4 separate regions of the Sus scrofa genome follow, and regions 1, 3 and 4 are each linked to region 2. The links are chromatin contacts, called in public Hi-C and HiChIP or PLAC-seq maps. All regions are on one chromosome and are shown on one strand. The core of a region is the stretch at or near the end of the contact, and the rest is flanking DNA. Distances in the headings are between cores, read along the strand shown. Region 1 overlaps LAMC2 (laminin subunit gamma-2). Region 2 holds the start of LAMC1 (laminin subunit gamma 1). Region 3 overlaps NMNAT2 (nicotinamide/nicotinic acid mononucleotide adenylyltransferase 2). Region 4 holds the start of DHX9 (ATP-dependent RNA helicase A).

Region 1 (3,054 bases), core at 170-2,669, 210 kb before region 2:
TCTACACCAGAGCTCACGGCAACACCAGGGATCGAACCCACAACCTCATGGTTCCTAGTCGGATTCGTTAACCACTGAGCCATGATGGAACTCCTGTTCTTGCATTTTGAATAGCCTAGTTTAGGCCGCTGGGCTCTTTTTTTTTTTTTCCCTCCGGGCCACACCTGAGGTCTAGAGGTATAGGAAGTTCCCAGGCGAGGAGTTGAAACAGAGCTACAGAGCTGCACCTGCCACCTACAGCACAGCTCACAGCAACACTGGATCCTTAACCCACTGAGCAAGGCCAGGGATCGAACCCACAACCTCATGGTTCCTAGTCAGATTCGTCAAGCACTGAGCCACGATGGGAACTCCTATTCTTAGGTTTTGAATAGCCTGGTTTAAGCCGCTGGGCTTTTTTCCCCACTGAGCAAGCACTGAGCAAGGCCAGGGATCGAACCCACAACCTCATGGTTCCTAGTCGGATTCGTTAACCACTGAGCCATGACGGAACTCCTGTTCTTGCATTTTGAATAGCCTAGTTTAGGCCACTGGGGTCTTTTTTTTTTTCCGGGCCACACCTGAGGCATAGGAAGTTCCCAGGCGAGGAGTTGAATCAGAGCTGCACCTGCCACCTACACCACAGCCACAGCAACGCGGGATCTGAGCTGCGTGTGCAATCTACACCACAGCTCACGGCAACGCCGGATCCTTAACCCACTGAGCAGGGCCAGGGATCGAACCCGCAACCTCATGGTTCCTAGTCGGATTCGTTAACCCACTGAGCCACAACAGCAACTCCACCGCTGGGCTCTTTAGTTAAGCAATATGAAGCTTAGATTTCTGTTTTCATGTTAGAGTCAACAGCTCATGCTCTAAGAAGATGAAGGCCGAAGGTCATAGGGGGCTGAATACTGCCCAGCAAAGCTCATCCCTAGGATGAGAGTCATCTCCAAGTTATGCTTTCTGAACCACCCTTAGGAAATATTTTGCTGTCTTCTATTCGAAGATCTTTAGAAACTGGCTGGGCTTCAGGGTTTTGAGAGGCCAAGGTATGCTTTGCTATTGGGGGATGGAGTCCAGCTGTCAGGAAATGGTGTAAGACTCCACTCTGGCCTGAAACAGCAGGAATCTGGCTAGATATTAGCTTATTTACAATATGAAATGTAGTCGTGTTTGTTCAGGTATGTTTTACCCATAAACGAGCTGAAACTAATGTCAGCATGATCGGCACCTGGCCAGACCCATTTGGTTTGAATCGGTTTGAGTGGAACTTAGTCAATTCAAACTCAAGGTCAGGTGCAGGGACAGCATTTGACTACAGAAGTTATTACATTTTGAAAGATTCCGCTTATTGTTCCAGGACTCAAGAGAGCAGACAGAGCAGGAACAGCACTAGGACAGAAATGCTGATCCGGTGGTCAGTCCTTTGCCTGGGGGAGGGGGAAGCCAGAATTTAGGGTTTTGACATGCAGGGAAAGTGAAGCAGGCTTGGGGCCAAAATGTCCATGGGGAGGCAGCATGAGCTTCTTAAAAACAGCAGGAGCCCTGGAGACAGAGGCCTCAGTTTGAATCCTGCCTCCACAATTTTCTGTGTGATCTGCGGGACACTATTAAACTCCCCGAGCCTCCTCTAACTCCTCTGTGAACAAAATAATAAAATGATAAGCCCATCTCCTGGGACCTTTAACAGACTAAGATGATCTTATACCATGAAAAACCCGCCTGGCACATAGCAAATGTCTCCCTCCTCTCACTTTCTCCTTACAGGCCCTGGTTGTTTCATTACCTTTTCAGATCCCTAAACAAAGCTGCTAAACTCTCACCTAGGGAGGTTTGGGTTTTGTGTTGTCGTTGGGTTTGTTTGTTTTGTTTTCTCGGGGGATGGGGGGGGTAATTGGATCACAGAGAAGACCCATCAGTATAACAACACAGGCTAAATTGGTCTCTACATTGGGCGGTGATGACGCTGCACAGAAAAACCAGGCTTTAAAGTGGGTCCCTGAACTGAGCAAGCAGAACCCAGCCATTTCCTAAACGTTGCTGGAATCTCTGAGTCCCCAGTTCCGTATCTGCTGTGCTTCAAGCTTGGTAAAACCGGCCAAATGAGTGTGACATCAGTTCAGCCTAAATCCAGGATTTTAATTAATATCAGTTTTCTCTCTCTCTCTTTGTTTTTGTATTTTTGGTCTTTTGTCTTTTCTAGGGAGGAACCGTGGCATATGGAGGTTCCCAGGCTAGGGGTCGAAATGGAGCTGTAGCCACCGGCCTACACCACAGCCACAGCAACGCGGGATCCGAGCCGCATCTGCCACCTACACCACAGCTCACGGCAACACCAGATCCTTAACCCACTGAGCGAACCTGCAACCTCATAGTTTCTAGTCGGATTCATTCACCACTGAGCCACGACACAAACTCCAGTATCAGTTTTCTTTTGTGAGGGATTCTGTGAGGAAACCTGAGCTGCTCCACATGGAGCCATTGAAAAAAATTTTATCCTAGGGAGTTCCCTGGTGGCCTAGTGGATTAAGGATCTGGGATTGTCACTGCTGTGGTTTGGGTTTGATCCCTGGCCTGAGAACTTCCGTATGCCACAGGTGTGGTGAGAAAAAAAATATTTTATCCTAAAATGTTTGCAGTATCTCACGGACCTACCACCTTGACATTCCTTCTGGGTCACCTACAGCTCAAGTTTCCACAGCTGGTTACGTCGAAGTATCACTGTGGTTTGGGGCAGGACAGACAGCAGAATCGGCGAGGATTCTTGACCTCACCGACTGGGAAGATCTTGCCCCTCTCACCACTCCTACGCCTCAGAGCGGGCGCCGTCACCTCTGCTCAGTTACATCAACGGTCTCGTAAGTGATCTCATCCGGCCTCTTGGTAACCCGCCTTCCAGCTCTCCTCCACTCCGCTGCCCCCGTGCTCTTCCCCACGTATGTGGCACTGAAGTTATTCCTCAGCTTGAAACCTGCACTGGATTCTCAGGATCAAGGTCAGCATCCTTACCGGGACTGCCATTCTGTCCAACATTCTCTGCCCCTGTGAAGCTCGAATCCTGCCTCCACAATG
Region 2 (3,387 bases), core at 430-2,929:
TATTTTCAAGAAGTTTCATCTTTCTAATGACTTATCTACAAATAAAATATTTACTAAGAAGATGCTAAACACTGCTTTTCTAAAACTTACTCCATACACAGTAATTTAACTCCGCTTTTCAAAGTACTTTTATAAATCATATTCTTTCTCTGGAATCTTGACACTTACATAAAGTGTAATTAATGTACCAGAGAACAGTGGAAAGAAAAGTACAAAACCACAACCAAAAGAACCATGTGCCTACCAAACATTCCTTTCAGAGGTTCCCCAAATAATGTTACTAGCCTTACAGAATTAACCTGCCTTGACAGAAGAATGGCTTGGCACTCTGTTCTCTCTGGAAGTTCATTGCTATCAGCTACGGTAAAATCACATCTTTCAAGGCCACAGAGAGTGAAGCTCTACACCTCAAATGTCAGTTTCTCGCATGTTACTCTGTTAAACACAATAATGAATCACTGCACTTGTCTATTTCACTGATGAAGAAAAACTGACCCAGATCAAACATGATCTGTAATACTGTGGCAACAACATGTCCATCCTCGTCCACCACCCAGCAGTGAAGTTTTCTATACATCCCTTTCCTGATTTCTAAAAGGTTATTTACACATCTTTCCACACTTACTTTGAATCAAAGCAAAAGGGAAGACAGTAAGGAGAGCCTTTTTATCCAGGACAAAACTGTACCCAACAACCACAGCGAGTTGCAGAAACCTCCTTTTGTTTTCTCTGTCCCAAGATTAGCAGTGAAATCGCTTTGGGACCCTCAATTAAAGTTGAACAACCTTAAAGAACAATAACTTTAAAGTTGAACGTCTATTTTAATTACACATAGGCAACAGCGACAGTAAAGGCATTTGCTCCCCTCAAATCCCCTTAGACCCTTTCCTCTCTAGCTTATTCAGCAGAGCAAACAGCAATCATCCTCAACGCGGGAGAGAAAAACATTTAAACAAGGTAGAAGTGCTTAAAGAGAACAAGCGATTAACGTTTCGGAAAAGAATGAACAAAACGGCCGAAATGACAAATAATCAAGGGAGAGAAAACCCCGGTTAAGAGTAGGAAGGCAAAGAGATGCTGGCGGGAAGCCTCTTGGCTAGCGGGACGTTTAGAAGGTGGAGAAGGGAACCTCTGAGTGGCCCATGCCGGGGAGCAGAAAGCCAGCATGCGGCTGTTTGGACCCCGCTTTGATTCAAAGGTGAAGCGGGCCAGGGAGCTGAGCTGCTGGCGAGCAGTAGTAGGGGACAGGGCTGTCACCGCTTACCCAGGTGCAGCGTGAGGTTGATGGAGTTGGGGTACTGCACGCCGGCCAGCATGGTCTGGCTCTGCCACCAGGTGGTGTCGGCCTGGTTGTTGTAGTCGGTCAGGAAGGCTGCCCCGTGCTGCAGGTGGGGCTGCCCGGCGTCGCACAGGTGACAGGACTTGGTGACCCCGGTCACCCCGGTCTGCACACAGTACTCCTCAGGCGGAGTCCCGCACGTGTTGGTGGCCACCACGGTCACGTTGAAGGCGGCGTTGACGAACTCGGGCATGCAGCGTTGCGCCCGCCCGCCCTCGTCCGTGCACTCGTCCATGGCTGCCCGGGCGCAGCCGGCCGTGGCGGCCGCCAGCACAACCAACACTGGCCAGAGGCGGCCCCGTGGCCGCAGCGCCGGCGCGGCCCTCGTGCTGCTGCTCATCCCGCCGCCCGCGCTCAGGGCCACAGCAAAGGCAAGGGCGCGTTGCTCCAGCCCGGCGGCGTCCCTCGGAGGCCGCTCCGCTGGCTGAGCCTCGGGGCCCAGGCGCCGGACTCTCCGGACGGGCGGTGGCGGGGGCTCGCGCCGAAGAGACGGGCCGGTGGGTGCCCCTAGCGAGGACTGCACGGCTCGCTGACCACTGCCCCGCGCGCCGCCTCCGCGCTTCCCGCACCTACCCGGGACACAGCCCGCACTCGCCGCCGACCCCCGACTTCCGAGCGCGTGCCCAAGTGCGCGCCCCCGAGGAGGAAGGAGCAGGGGGTGGGATCGGCAGGGTTGGGTGGGGTCTGGCCAAGAGAAAGCCCAAACCAGGCGTCTTTCAGCAGTTCGCGCGGCCCCCGCAGCTGCTCCTCCACTCTCCGCGCGCCGTGGACTGCGCGTCCGCCCCGGCGACTCGCGGCGGCGGCGGCGGGGGCGGCGGCATCTCGTGCTCGGGCCCGCGGCGCGCGATCGGCGGGGGAGGGGCCTTGAGGGGCGCGAGGGGTGGGCGGGGAGCCGGGAAGCGGGAGGAGTAGGGAGGGAGGGACGGCGGGGCGGTGCATGCCGGGAGGGAAGGGGAGGCTGCGGAGAGCCAGCGCCCCGCAGGAGGGAGACGCCGGGGTACCCCGGGGTCCTGTCCACGGAGACTCCGATTTCGGGAGGGGTCAACGAAGGGCGCGTAAAAGGGGCGACGCCAAATCGGCGATGTCGCTCGGCGTGGGCCTTTGGGCCCGGCACCCGGGCCGCTGAAACGCGGATCCCCGCCCCGCCAGGTGTCGGTCCCTGAGTCCAGTGGGCCGCGCCCTGGGGCGGGGACCCGAGGGACCTAAACGCGGGGACTGCCCGCAGACTCCTACCCAAGCCGGCCGCCCCGGGAATGGCCTCAGCTGCGCGGGGCTGGCTCCAGAGCTTTCCGAGGAGAGGTCCCGGGGTGTCAGGGGGCTGCCACGGTCCCCAGAGAATAAAGGGCCTGGTCGAAGCATCAAAATGAGTTTTCTGAAGCCGGTTTCCTGCCTCTGAATTAAAGTATAACCAGTCGTTTAACAGGGGCATGGAAGGAAGTGAAAAGGCTGGGAATGGAATGACATTTTTCCCTTGGGTACGCAGACCCACTGCGAAATTCTTCCACTGTGTTGTTTATGTTCCCCAGCTTGCCTTTAAAAGACTCGAAATTATCTGGCTCTGACATCCTCCTTTTCGGGCCTGCTGAGTCACGGAATATTCTCCGTGCCAGAATGACTCAGTTCACAGAACCTGAGCCAGAAGATCATGAGGTTTAGTCCGAGATCAGAACCTGGGCGCTTACCCAGTGCTGATACGACAGGCAAAGACGCGAAGGGAGGGTGCTGTAAAAGTGGATGGCCCGAGGGCGGCGGGTTTTAAACTTTTGGCGTCCCCAAGCAAAGTGGGTGTTCTTCGGGATGCTCTTGAGACGGTTTGAGGAAAAAAAAAAAAAAATCGATCCTAACAGTAAAGTGAGAATAATAAATACGCTGGGGAGGAGTGGGAGGCATACCTAGTTTTGGACCCAGTAGTCCTGTTAAGAGAGGGGTAATGGGAATGTGATAAAATGAAATAAGTAAATGTTAGGTTACTGTGGTTGGTTGGGGTCAGTGTTAAATCTAGGAGGACCTTAAGGATAATGGGAGGACGATGGGTTAGGGGACTTACC
Region 3 (3,095 bases), core at 422-2,921, 230 kb before region 2:
TGACACAGGTGGGGGCCCTTGCAGCATGGCCAGTCCCTCTGCCTTCCTCCCTGTGAGGCAGCTGACCGCAGGGCCTCTAACTGCTCTCCGCAGCGGCTGCTCCTGACCTTGTCTGACATTTAGAGACCAGATCACCCCTCTTCCGGTTGGTCCCTGGTGCTGAAATGACTTGGTTACAACAAAATTTCAGAAACCGATAGCTGTTGACTTCCTAGGGACCGGGCAGTGGAGGTAGAGTGAGACCCTCCCCCAGCCCACCCTGTTCCCACCTGACCCATCACCCTGGAGATCAGAGCACCCAGCCTGGCTCCTCCCGAGGCACAAGAGTTCCAGACCGGCAGGGACCTCACATCTGTCCTAATCAGGATGCTGAGAATTCCAGTCCACACCACAGGCAGCAAGGGGGGGTCTGGATGAAAGAGACCCTCGGGCTCACTCCAGAGGATTTTCTAGACCCTTGAGCTCTACCTCCCCACCCCCCACCCAGCCAGTCTCTCAGTTCCCTGATTCAACCCACCACAAACCCGTGGGGTCCTTAGACATCGGAGGTGGAGGCAAAAAAATCAAGGAGCTGCTTCCTTACGTAACAGGTGTGAATCGCAGGCCGCAGCAGAGGTGTGCCAGAAATAACACGTTTAATTTATTTCAATCAAATGAAAACTCAGCTCCAACTCACTGTCCCATAGGGATCACGGGTTACTCACAAACAAAACCTGAGGCTCTTGTGGCTCTGAACAGGAACATCAGGGCCTTTGTGGTCCTCAGAGGTGGGTGGCACTTGATCCAGGCCCACCTGGGTCTGTGACTCCTGGCTGATCCGGAAGCCCTCCGGGCACCCCACCCGCTGTGATCCTGGCCCCGTTTTCTTCTGAGGCTTTGCCCTCAGGGTGCTGTCTGGGAGGGAGGGGGTGCAAGCTGAACCTCTTCGTTTTATTCTGAAATAAAATACTCTATTCCCTATTTTCTCTCCCCTCCTCGGGACATCTAGGGAACGCTCTTCAGTGTTTGATGCCTTTGACCTCAAAACATTCTGTTTTCTGCCCTGCAAATTCCTCTCATAAAGGGTCTGCTTGTCTGCCAGAACTAGGTGAGGATTGGGCAAAGATGGGTGTGAGGAGCAGGAAACTAGCTAGTAACTCAGTGATTTATCCCACTGTCCTTACTGGGGGATGGGTTGGTGCTCAGGGTTTGGATGAGGAAGGTCTTTCTTTCCAACTGGTACAGGGTAAGCCCTGATGACTTCATAGAAAGTTCTGCCCTCTGGAGTTTGCCTGGAAGTGGCTCGTTTTGGGGATCTCAGTTCCTAATCTTGAGATTACCAGAGATGAGGTTTGTGAGACCTGCTTCTGTTCCAGGTTTCATTCATCCATTCAACTCTTTATCAGAAACAAACATTTCTTTGTTTTACCTGATGTCCCAGGTGATATGTGCTGAGCCTGAAGCCCTGAATCCGCCAGCCATGGGACAGGAGGGTGGGGGAAGAGTCAAGTTTCTGAAGATGCCCCAGGCCCTTGCTGCACACCCCTGTCTCCCCTGGCCTCTCTAGAGTCCTCAGAAACAAAGCAGGAGAGAAGCCACAGTGTAAACAGGTCTGGGGAGAAATAGGAGGCTCTCCACCCAGGCTGGGAAGCAGCTGGGACAGTCTGTTCTACAACACGGCAGCCAAGGCCTGTTTCAGCACAGTCACAAACTCCCCACTGCGTCAGCCTTGCTCTTGCTTTTGCCCTGGACGCCGGAACCTAGGCTCTTCATCCAGAAATCGAATTACGCAACTAGAGGAACCGCCCAAACACATCCCTTGGGCATTTCCTAATAGACGCAAAGATCCTTTAGCCCATAGTGAGGTCTGACCTTCTCTGGCCAATGACATATCCCTTCCCCGTACATGCCACCAGGAGAAAATTCCATACGTGTTCATCACATTTCTCTCCAAGGAATACAAAAGAGCTGCTTGTATGGCCTGGCAGTTGGCATTTTCATTCTTGATTCCTGAGAGAAAGAAAAGATCCAGGTTCTTGGACCAGCCTTTGGAGATCAGGACTCAGTCCCTCTAGCCCAACCCATCCCAGACTTTTATTAGAACTAGTCTTCCCCCAGGAGACCTGCTCTTTGCTGTGCTGCGTCCTGACAGCGCAGGTATCCAGTCATAGACCAGGACCTGTGGGAAATCAAGGCCGGAGCCTAAGGGGTCATCCATCCAAGGACAGGTCTGTGAAGCAGGAAATGCCTATGCTCACTCTCTCCCCCAAGCAAAACCCATCATCTAAGATCTTACACTGCCAGCTACTTGTCTGTTGTGTTATGATGGAAGGCAGCCTGGCAAATTCATTCTGCTTCAAGCATCCTTTCCTTCAATCAATCTTTGAGCTAATACTGAGTGCCCAAATCCTTGAGGCACTTGCAATCTAAAAGTATTTTACTTTTAGAGTTCCCTGGTAGCCTAGTGGTTAAGGATCCAGCATTTGTCACAGCTGTGACGTTGGGTTTGATCCCTGGCTTGGGAACTTCTGCATGCTGTGGGCATACTACCCCCTGCCCCAAATCTCACTCTTCATTCTATTAGTTCTATATAGTCCATAAATAAAACACATGCAAGTTTAGAAGACTTCTTGAACCTAGTAAACACTCGATAAATATTGGCTGTTATTTATTCATTGATTTTAAAATATTTATTAAAGGATTCTCCTTGTGACACAGCGGGTTAAGGATCTGGCATTGCCACTGCAGCGCTCAGGTCACTGCCATGGCATGGGTTCCATCCCTGGCCCAGGAATTTCCACATGCCTCAGGTGCGGCCCCCCCAAAATATTTATTGAGTACTTGCCTTGTGCCCGTCCTGTTCTAGGGATGGAGGAACAAAGAAAACAAAATAGACAAAGTTCCCGACCATTGCGCCCTTTGCTTTCTAGTCGGGGAGACAGACAATAATAACACTTTGCTTGTTTCCCGTGGATTATCTTGGTTAGCCCCCAGCATACTCATACAGTTATGGAAGCCATGGCGCACATGGATTGTGACTTGTCTAAGACTCTACTTAACTATTGAACAGCCGGGCAGGATTGGCTCACGTTCAGATTCCTAATCCAGACAAGTCA
Region 4 (3,138 bases), core at 633-3,132, 140 kb after region 2:
GTTTGCTGTGATGTGGGAAGAAACCCCATTAAGCCTCTGTCTTCCGTTAATGTTTAGTGCATTTTGTTAGCACCTACATCTAGTTTCATCAAACTGAACCCTAGTACAAAAAGGCTCTTCTGTAGTCACAGGTTAACCCTGGGGATAACCGATTCATGAAAAGTTGTGGAAAACTGAAGATGTCTACCTACAAATTCCAACCATGAATAATTAATTTTAAAAACAAGCCCTCAGGGTGAATGGAAAACATGAAATAAGGACTATACTATCAAATTCCTTCCTCCCTAGTCTTATCTAACGCCATCATATTAAATATTAACTATAGACTAATGCTATCCAAATATACATTGAAAGTTTAGTCTTTTCTCTTTAAAAGCTCCAAAATCAAGTTCATCCATCTGCAGCACTTATGTATCCACCTGAATGCTAACATGGCATCACAGTTAAAACACAATTTTAAATTTCCTCCCTAAACCTGTTCCTCTTCCCTCTAATCCCAGTGTTCCCACCTCCTTAGGCGGCACAACCATCCACCAAATTACTCCTATCACCCATTTGGGACTTATCCAGTCCCTCAACATCCTCCATAACCATCCGTTGCAGTCTTTATTATGTACCAATCAGTATCCGTTAAGGAGCATTGCAGCAACTACTTCACTTAACCCATACACGACACTGTATAGCTAAGCATTATTACAGGTAAGTAAACTGAGAGAAAGAATAATTTGCCTCAACAGACAGAGCTTCTAATTGGGGGACCCAAAATTCCAACCCAGGTAGTCCTGATCTACTCTTGACCTAAGGCTCACTTTCGCCTCCAAACATGATTCCAATCTGTTCGCTTCCCTCCCCTCTCCCACTACTGCAACAGCTGGAGTTCAGCAACAAGGTCCTAAATAATTCCCATTTCCTTTGTAACCACGCTAAAATCCAATCTTCTTTTAAATTCTTCTCACCACATTCCAGTCACGTGGCCTTCTTTCAGTTTCTTTCTAATCCCTGCCAGTAAACACTAACTAATCCCCCTCCGCCTGGGGAGTTCTGCTTTTCTTCCACATCTTAGTAGTCGATAATCTCCACCCTTTGGGCGAGACGTCGGCTCAAATGTCTGCCTCCTCCGAAAAGCCTTCCCTCGCGCCACCCTTCCGGAAATGGCGCCCTTCCTTTACACTAAATCCTCCAAGAGCTTTTTTACCGAAACCAGCACTTGTTTCCACACGGCTCCCCACCCCCACCACGACCCCAACCTCTGAGAGAAAAGAGCAAGGACTGTGCCTAGCCTGTTTTCTGCTCTATCCGCAGAGGCCGCAGGGTACCACCCGCTATTTTCGGCACGCAGGCCTGCGTGGACGAACGAAGGGCCCTAAGCGTGGGCGGCGGTTTGGCGGGCTTAGCTCCCCCCACCCCGGGCCGATTCAGTCCCTTTCACTCTACGGCGACAGCGCCACCGCCAAGCGCAGGCTGGAAGAGGAAGTGGGGTTTGGCCGCTCCGGAGACGAAACTAGGCCTGCCTCCGCGAATAACTGGGGGCCAAATGGCGGCCTCAGGCAGCGCAAGCGCGGAGCGGCGTCGCAAGCAGCACGCAACCCGCAATCCGGGAACCCAGCGAGGCGGCTCTCCCCTCCCCCACCCGCCACCGCCGCCAGCTCCAGGCAACAAAGACCCGCTGCAGAACCCCGGGGCCTACGCCGTCCCAACCGGTAACAAAGACGTCTTCCCCTTACCGGAGTCCGATTCTTTGTGCCCGAGAGCACAGCTCTCTCAGGAACGTCCCTGGCTCGGGCCTTAGCGACGGAGACCAGACGAGCGCACCACCACTCGCACCGAGGCGGCGGCGAAATGGCTCCGACCGCTACGCTGTGGAGGCGGAGTCAGTGTGCTACGCATGCGCAGAAGGGGAGCGTGGGGCCAAGGGCGCCCGGAAGAGGGGCGGAGCTGCCGCAACCACGCGACGGGCAGCGTCCAGTCGCCTGGGAGATCCGCCGCGCCCTAGAGCGGCGCCGGGGCGGAGCTTCCTCCTTTGGCGCGAGGCCTCCTCAGGAGGGGCCTGCCGCATGTTTTTGGAGAATGTTTTGCACCTTCTGTCATAGGGACCTGTGGTAGATGAGGTGCCCCACAAAGACACAACTGGAAATCCTAGGTGGTAGCTTTATAGGGTTGTTGGTGATTAAATGAGATGGCTTAAAAAATAGAATAAAATAAATGAGATGGCTTGCGAAGGCGGCTTAGGGCAGTACCCAGCACACAATAGTTGTTCAGTAGGTATTGTAGTGATTCGGCTCCTCGAAGGTTAACATCCCCTAAATAGAAGTAAGCTCGGTGAAGGCGGGAACCCTGCCTGGCCAGCTCAGGCCGCTAAATGAAGTACTTGGCACATCAAGTGCTCAGTAATAACTAGTTTAATAAATAGAAACTGTAAAGTTCTTTTTGCTCAAATTGGATAACCTTTTGTATTCATAGTCTTCGGAGTAATTTATATCCTTAACTATTATAGTAGTCACTGCTAAATTTTTGAACTCCAGTGCTTCTCACGGAGGCAACAATACAAAATATTTCAAGCTGGGGTTGTTCCAGAGAAGCCAGACCAGTAAAGTATCAGGCCCCATCGTACCTAACATCCTTATTTTTCACCTCTTCCCTTTTTTTCCCCTAACTCTTCTAGCTCACTGTGATTAATCCCTTTAAAACTCTGTTTCTTCTACAACCAGAGTAACACAGATTAAAACATTTAAGTTAAACAGAGGAACGTATTTACTCATTAACTTATTTTCTCCATGTTTGCTCTCTTCAACTAGGAATAAAATCATCAGGGAAATACCTTAATCCTTTGTTTCCTTATCTCTCTCAGGATGCTTAAATCAGGAAGTTTTCATGATAAGGGAAACCCAACTAACATAAATGGATTGCAAATGTTTTGTAGTAGATAATGTACACACCAAAAACATCAACAAATTAAGTATAAAGAATATTTTCTGAGGTCGATCTTTGGCTCCCAAAGATTACAGAGAATTTTATTACTGAGTTGTTTATTAATTTAGGCCTTGCATCTGGGACCTTGAGTTGCCAGGGGATTGGATGCCAGCAATGGCATTTACCTTTGTAGGTTGTCCTTGGCAACTAGTACCTTCTAAGATCTCC

What was found. A called contact is a pair of places that touch in the nucleus more often than the background predicts. HiChIP or PLAC-seq counts read pairs in DNA pulled down with a chosen protein or histone mark.
Region 1: a contact with region 2 is called in an H3K27ac HiChIP or PLAC-seq map of skeletal muscle, with 5 times the contacts expected there. The contact joins the enhancer-like site here to the promoter of LAMC1 in region 2. A contact is called at or near these places in 12 of 47 Hi-C or Micro-C datasets (embryonic fibroblasts, fetal heart ventricle, heart right ventricle and 5 more) and 1 of 2 datasets of contacts at active chromatin or transcription factors (skeletal muscle).
Region 3: a contact with region 2 is called in an H3K27ac HiChIP or PLAC-seq map of skeletal muscle, with 7 times the contacts expected there. The contact joins the enhancer-like site here to the promoter of LAMC1 in region 2. A contact is called at or near these places in 1 of 5 promoter capture datasets (fetal skeletal muscle), 12 of 47 Hi-C or Micro-C datasets (alveolar macrophages, brain, embryonic fibroblasts and 8 more) and 1 of 2 datasets of contacts at active chromatin or transcription factors (skeletal muscle).
Region 4: a contact with region 2 is called in a Hi-C map of skeletal muscle, with 4 times the contacts expected there. The contact joins the promoter of DHX9 here to the promoter of LAMC1 in region 2. A contact is called at or near these places in 3 of 47 Hi-C or Micro-C datasets (epiblast stem cells, heart right ventricle and skeletal muscle) and 1 of 2 datasets of contacts at active chromatin or transcription factors (skeletal muscle).

Annotation. Positions count from the first base shown.
Region 1 is chr9:124,490,011-124,493,064 of Sscrofa11.1, reverse strand. The region is part of intron 25 of LAMC2 (laminin subunit gamma-2); the gene reads right to left. Among named protein-coding and RNA genes, the nearest start is that of LAMC2, 64 kb to the right of the region's middle. Within about 2 kb of position 1,419, at least 15 of the 83 cell types and tissues checked have an H3K27ac peak or open chromatin away from gene starts, as enhancers often do. A contact at or near this core is called in mesenteric adipose tissue, retroperitoneal adipose tissue, skeletal muscle and 1 more, where this site is marked.
Region 2 is chr9:124,281,960-124,285,346 of Sscrofa11.1, reverse strand. LAMC1 (laminin subunit gamma 1) reads right to left here and starts at 1,679. Exons shown (of 29, transcript NM_001271715.1): 1 at 1,265-1,679. The coding sequence starts at 1,679.
Region 3 is chr9:124,513,072-124,516,166 of Sscrofa11.1, reverse strand. All of the region lies in intron 11 of NMNAT2 (nicotinamide/nicotinic acid mononucleotide adenylyltransferase 2), which reads left to right. Among named protein-coding and RNA genes, the nearest start is that of LAMC2, 87 kb to the right of the region's middle. Within about 2 kb of position 1,671, at least 20 of the 83 cell types and tissues checked have an H3K27ac peak or open chromatin away from gene starts, as enhancers often do. A contact at or near this core is called in mesenteric adipose tissue, retroperitoneal adipose tissue and skeletal muscle, where this site is marked.
Region 4 is chr9:124,140,673-124,143,810 of Sscrofa11.1, reverse strand. DHX9 (ATP-dependent RNA helicase A) reads right to left here and starts at 1,882. Exons shown (of 28, transcript XM_021063778.1): 1 at 1,725-1,882.